2 separate regions of the Cricetulus griseus genome follow, and region 1 is linked to region 2. The links are chromatin contacts, called in public Hi-C maps. All regions are on one chromosome and are shown on one strand. The core of a region is the stretch at or near the end of the contact, and the rest is flanking DNA. Distances in the headings are between cores, read along the strand shown. Region 1 has its middle 15 kb from the start of Kif12. Region 2 overlaps Col27a1 (collagen alpha-1(XXVII) chain).

Region 1 (3,143 bases), core at 360-2,859, 130 kb before region 2:
AGGGGATCTGCTTGTTTTCCAAATCCTCCACAGTTGGAAGGAGCTAGATGAACAGGGACTTGTCCAGGGTCACCAGGACAGACGACAGGGCCAGGAAGGGCTGAACTGCTTCCCCCACTGTGGGGCCTGGCACTGGGGCTGGCTGGGTTCAGTGGGCCTTTGTGAGGCCACATACCTGGGCTGGGAGGCCGCCACCCAGCTATGAATAGCGGCCTCTTTCCTTCCTGCAGCACATGCCCTCCCCTGCACACGCACTCACACGCACTCACGCCTGCTCAGCTTGCTCGGGAAAGTCAACAGGAGTATTTGAAAAGTCTTTCTGTGTAGAGAATCTGTTTGGATAGGGGGAGGACTGGAGAGCCAGCCAATAGGTAGAAATATTAATGAACCTAGTTATAAAGGGCCCATTCACGGCTCGCCGGGTAAATAGGGCTCTTGTCGGGAGGCCACGTTATCTGCCAAGTTCAAGAATGTGGTTTGAAAAAATAGAATTTAAAGGGCTGAGGTGGAGCCTTAAATGGCTGGTGTGCTGGAGCCATAGCCAAATGAGGGAGGAGCTGGGCTGGCCTGGGCCCTGGGCAGGGGTTGGGGTGTGGGCTGCGGCAGGAGGGGCTGGGGACAGAGTGGGGAAGAGTGGATGAAATTCAGAGACACCAAGCTGCCCAGTAAGTGCCTGTGATGTCCCTTCCTCCCCCAGGTGCCTGGCCAAGGACTGATAGTTTCTCTGCTCAGCCCCACCCAGTGCAGGTAACTCCCCAGCTTGGGACTTTGGTCAGAGGTGCTGATGGGGGTCTAGGGCTGTAGGAAGGGAACTTAAGCTTTAAGGGAACTTTAACTTAACTTTCCCTTCAGCCACATGCTGATCGCACAAGCCAGCCTTCTACCAACACCAAGTTGCCCTAAGTGCCTAAACTGTGTGAGAAAAAGCAGAAAGGCCAGACTTGGTCAATTTGCTCACTTCACATGGGCCAAACCTCAGCCTTGTGGAGAATCAGTAGCTTGAGGATCCTCAGCAAGCCTGTAGCAGAATTACCATTGGCTTCCAGCAGTTTCTTACTGCAAGCAGGCACACAAGAATGAGACAATGTCTGCCACAGTCAGGATACCTTGTCACATGCACAGAGGGGGTGCTTTGTCACATATGCAACGATGTCTTATTTTTAGCCCTGGACTTAAAGTGAGCTGTGAACTGGGATGTTCTGTAACACTGCCTCTGAGCAGCTGTGTGGCCCAGGAAAGTGACTTGTCCTTCTGAGCCTCAGCTTCTTCATGAAGACCAAGTTCTTCTGTTGGAAAGACTCAGTGGGAGGATGCTAGTGACAGCGAGCTGTGCCAGACACTCAGTGGGTGGCCCAGCGATTGTGGCTGGACCACTTCTTTTTCTGTCCCAGTCTGTACTGAGGAGGAAATGCTGAGAAGATGGTTCCTTAGCTCTGGGTTTTAGGAATAGTTTCTATCTGGATCCTAGAAGGGTGACCAAGGCCATGCTTGTATGAAGGTGGCAAATTTGAAGCTAGACGTTCTGCCATGGAGTGTGTTGAACAGTGCAGCCATGTGTGAACGAGTCTCAGTGAAGATCTTTGAACCCGCCTACAGGGAGCATGGACACGCGGCAAAACCTCCTCTCCTGCACCAAATGCCTGCTCAGAACAAGGGTTAACCTGGGGCTGAGGGAACGTTTACATTGGCTTTTCTTGGCAAATAAGGGAAAAGGGAAATAATCAACACAACAGCCAAATGGAAACCTTATGTAAATGCTCTGCCAGGAGCTGGCTAAGCAGCTTTGAACATGGGGACATGTGGGGACTTGGGTGGCAGGACATCAGAAGCATTAAGTGTTATAGGAACAGGTCAGAAACAACATTTGGACCTGACAGACGTGGGTTCAAGATTGGGTTCTGCTGTTCATTGGCAATGCTGTCTTTTGCAAATGGTGGGCCTGTCTGGGCTCTTATTTATTCTCTTCAGAAAAGAGAAGGTAACTGTATGTGAAGGTCCCTGGCATATGATGGATACTCATTAAACATCAATTTCCTTTCCTTTCTGGGCCTCCTGGCAGGTCCAGGGGAAGTGTCTGACAGGTCTCACCAGCCAGAGCTGGGAGCTCTGCACAACTGCACAAGCCACACGACTGCAGCTCAGGAGCTTGGTGCTGGGTAGAGTTTATGGTGCTTGACAGTTGGAAAAGCGTGTGCCAGTTTCCCAAGGTGAGGTGGGAAAGCAATACCCAGCACCCTATTTTGCAGTGAAACTGGGAAAAGGTGAGAATCTAGAGCTCTTGGGTAGGGCCCAGTTCTGTTTTCATTCCTCCAGCAAAGACACTTGAAAACATGTGCACCAAGCACAGTGCTGAACATGGGGGATTTGACAGTGATTAAAGCCAGGAGGGTGAATGAGAAGATGGATAATAGGTGTGTGGGTGGACAGAGGGATGGTGATGAATGGATGGTTGGGTGAGTACATAGATCAGCGGACAAATAGACAGATGAATGGTGAGCCAAATATATGGGTGGGTAAATGGACAGAGGGATGAGTAAACAGAGAGATGATGAATGAATGGATGGGTAAGTGGGTGCATAGTGGGTAAGCAGATCAGTGGATGGGTAGGTGAATGGATAAATGGACAAACAAGTGAATGGATGGAGAGAGATGGATAAGTGGATGGGTGGATGCATATATAAATGGATGGATGGAAGGGTAGATAGATGATGAATAAATGGATGAGTGGATGGACCGTATATAGGTAGGCTGTCAGATAAATGATAAATGGATGGATAAATTAATGAATGGATGAATGGTGAATAGATGGCATATTGGTAAATGAACAGATGGATGATGAATGAGTAGATAGATAAGTATATTGGGGGATAAGTATATGAATAAATGAATGGATGAACTGTTGGTTGGGTGGATGGATGGATAGATGGATGGTCAGAGGCATAGACAGATGATGAGTGGAAGGATGATGTGGTGGATACATGTGAGTTAGAAGACAGACAAAAGAAGAGTCGATGGTTAGATGGTGAATGGATGCTAAGTGGGTGGGTAGATAAGTAAGGGAAGGAAGATTGACAAGTTTATATTAGAACCTTGTATACGTTTTTCATCCCCGGCCCCCAATTCCTGTCCCAGGAAGTGTTAAC
Region 2 (3,165 bases), core at 64-2,563:
AGTCTGGTAGCCCCATCTATATTTCCTGCCTGGCTAATGACTAATCAGCATTTATTCATCAACTAATAAGAAAGACATATATTCACAGAATACAGAAGATGGTGGGTGCTCCATATATATCCCAGCTTTATTTGTCCTCTAAAGAGGGAGCATTGTGCTTCCAGATCTTCCATACACATTCAGGAGATGAGGGCTCCGAGGGACAGTCTTGGTTAGAAAGGAATGGGGACTCAGAGCAGTCAAAGAACACATGTGCAGTCCAGGCCTAGCAGCTTGGTGCTTTTGGCTAGCCATGTTGGCCCTTGCCAGACCCAGGGAATTCAGGAGACACAGCAGGAAAAAAAGAAGACAAAGAAATGGGAGGAAGACTAGCGAGGGGGTGCCAACACAGAGTCATCTGCAGTTGTCAGGTGGCCTCTTCCCACCACTCTGCTAAGGTAGTGGTCCCCTGCCTTTGACCACTGCCTGCCCCGGGGCACCACAGCGGGGCCCTACTACCCAAGTTGGCACAGGATTAGAAGTGTGTCTGGAACCAACAGGCATATCTGGAAAGCCAGGCAGGGGTGGTATTCTGTTTGTTATACTGTCCCCATCACTGAGTCTCTGTCCTTTGTCATTTGTCCCTCCTGTATCCTCAAGCCCTCTTCAGTTCTCTCCTTTTATTTGCCTGCAGGGACACAAAGGCATCACAGGACCTCTTGGGCCTCCTGGGCCCAAAGGCCAGAAGGTAGGTGTTGCATCTTAGAGCAGTAGCTAGAGTCAAGACCAGCTCTGGGGCTTTGGGGATGGAGTAGCGAGGAGTCGTACATGACATCCTGTGCTTATGGCTTCAGGTTCACCTTGCAGAAACGAGCAGGGTGTCATGAACCAAGTCTCTGTTATTCCCTCATGCTTGTGAGCAGTAGCATTGAAACTGTACACAAGCAGCTCACTCAGTTCCAGGAAGGAGGGACGCTGATGAAGGAGAAGGCTCAGGAGGAGGGTGAGGGCCCCGGGGGATGTGTGCCCTCCTATTGGGGCTCTAGAGAAATTGCCAGAGGAAAATCTTGGCTGGTCGTGAACACTGTTCACAGAAAGGAGCACACGAGGGCCCGAAGCTGTAAGGAATGGCCCCTGGGTCATGTCTCCAGTGATGCCCAGTGGACTTGGAGCCAGAAATCTGGGTTCCCCATTCTCCCTCTTCCCCCTCCTTTCCCTTCTCGTGGCTGGAATGCTTCCTAGCAGGCTGTGTCTTTGCCTCCTTGTCCCTGGCCTCTCCAACCCTCGTTTCTTTTGCCGACTCAGCTCCCCACTAACTAAGTCCCGCTGTGGTGAGTCACACTGACTTGGCATGCTATCCTTGGGCCCCTCCTTCCTGCCGGGATAAGTACAGATCTGCAAGTACAGTGGTCCAAGCAGGCCCTGGCATGGTCCCGAGAGGCTGGATAGAGCACACTCAAGCCCTCGGCTCTCCTCAGCCATCATAAGGCTTCCAGGGATGCCACAGACGGTGAACACAAACCCTGGGGCCAAGTGGAGATGGAGCTGCCAGTGCCACCACTCCGGGTTAGAGGTAGTCTCCATAAAATGTATTGGCATACAGTAGAGGGCTATGACATCTTTAGGTGACATAAGCTGTGGGAGTGTACATGTGCATAGCTCATTGTTGATTGGAATTTTGTTCTGTGGCTCATGGCCATCTGGTAATGAACAGCCAACCACAGACTGGCTGGTGCTGGGATGGGGAATGGGTTGCAAGGGAGGTGTGCGGAAGCCCTGCTCTTTTCCAAGGATTTTCCCAAAACAGGTGAAGACAACCAGCCTCTTAGAGCATAGGGGTCTGCCTCTAAACAGTGGTAGGAGGTGCTGCTGGGCCCCACGTCACTAGCTAGCAACAGACCCAGAGTATGAACCAGTCTGCACTGGTAGATAGTATCCTTGTCTATACAGGTGGCCAGATGGAGGGGACAAGACTCAGAACTAGGCCACATGAAGTAGTTCACTAATGTTAAATGCTTGGATTATGTCCCCACCGCAGCCAGGCTGGGCCCACAGCTAGACCAGGGCCCAGGCTGGGGCATTCCTGATTGGCCCTGACTAAGATGATTCTTTTCATGGGCCCCGTTCTCCTATTCTGTAAAGTGAGGGTTGCTGCAGAATCTGTAAAACAATATATGAAATGAACTACACGTGCCTAACCAAAGACTATCTGGTAAGCCCTGGTGCCCACTGAAGATGTCTGGTCCCCTGACATCATTCACAGTTGGATAAAGATCTTGGGCAGGAATGAAGCCCACATCTGTGAGGACAGTTTGTTCTAGGTGCCTGGCTGGGTCTCACTTGTCTTTAACTGCTGCCTGTAGGGCCATAGGGCCCCAGTTGAGGGTAGGATACCAACATTCAGACTGGCCAGGGCTGTATTCCAGTTCTGACCATTTCCCTCTTCCTGTCCCTCATGCTTCCTTCCAACTCTGTGGGCAGTGGGGGGATCAGAGTACCCTGGCTAGAGTCCAGAGGGGTTCCCAGGAGAGGTAACACTAGTTTTCTGAGGCTGGAGTCTGAGCCCTAAAGTGCCTTCTGACCTGTTCAGCAGCATTTCAACCATCTGTGTGGCTGATAAGAGCCATCCCACAGCTGGACCAGGGCCCAGGCTGGCCTGCCTTGGCCCAAGGTCTCCACTCTAGTCTCTGCTCCTCTTTCAGCCTGTCCTAGGCATCCATGTGGCGTGTGGACACTGTCGCCACTCTTACCTACAATGGCAATTTTGACCGCTGGTCTCCTAGTCTGCCTGCCTACGGAGGCTGGCCTTCATCCCTGAGGAAGGTGCCTTCCGGCCTGCAGTTCACTAACTCCCAGAGTGGTCCTTGCCTAATGCTGGTTCTGTGGTGTCCACAGGGGGAACAGGGCGAGGATGGCAAGGCTGAGGGGCCCCCTGGGCCACCTGGAGATCGGGTAAGTTTCCTTTCTGTTCCTCTGACCTCTCAATGTAACAAGGCACAGGCTACTGAGAGTTCACAGAAGCTGGGGCTCATGTTTATCCATTGTCTTTGTCATTCAGGGTCCTGTGGGAGATCGAGGAGACCGTGGGGAGCCAGGTGACCCTGGATACCCTGTAAGCATCAGAGCTCTACCTTTGGGAGGGTAGGGAAAGTGGGAAGAGGGACAGAGGTCTCCACTGGACACAGG

Evidence for each region. Hi-C and Micro-C count contacts between places; a contact is called where the count stands out from the background.
Region 1: a contact with region 2 is called in a Hi-C map of the CHK-Q cell line, with 2.7 times the contacts expected there. The contact joins two enhancer-like sites. A contact is called at or near these places in 2 of 8 Hi-C or Micro-C datasets (the CHK-Q cell line and fibroblasts).

The regions. Positions count from the first base shown.
Region 1 is chr2:82,688,712-82,691,854 of CriGri-PICRH-1.0, reverse strand. No RefSeq gene overlaps it. Among named protein-coding and RNA genes, the nearest start is that of Kif12, 15 kb to the left of the region's middle. Within about 2 kb of position 1,609, at least 1 of the 6 cell types and tissues checked has open chromatin away from gene starts, as enhancers often do.
Region 2 is chr2:82,554,734-82,557,898 of CriGri-PICRH-1.0, reverse strand. Col27a1 (collagen alpha-1(XXVII) chain) reads left to right here. Exons shown (of 61, transcript XM_035439852.1): 41 at 674-727; 42 at 2,875-2,931; 43 at 3,038-3,091. Among named protein-coding and RNA genes, the nearest start is that of Mir455, 59 kb to the left of the region's middle. Within about 2 kb of position 1,313, at least 3 of the 6 cell types and tissues checked have open chromatin away from gene starts, as enhancers often do.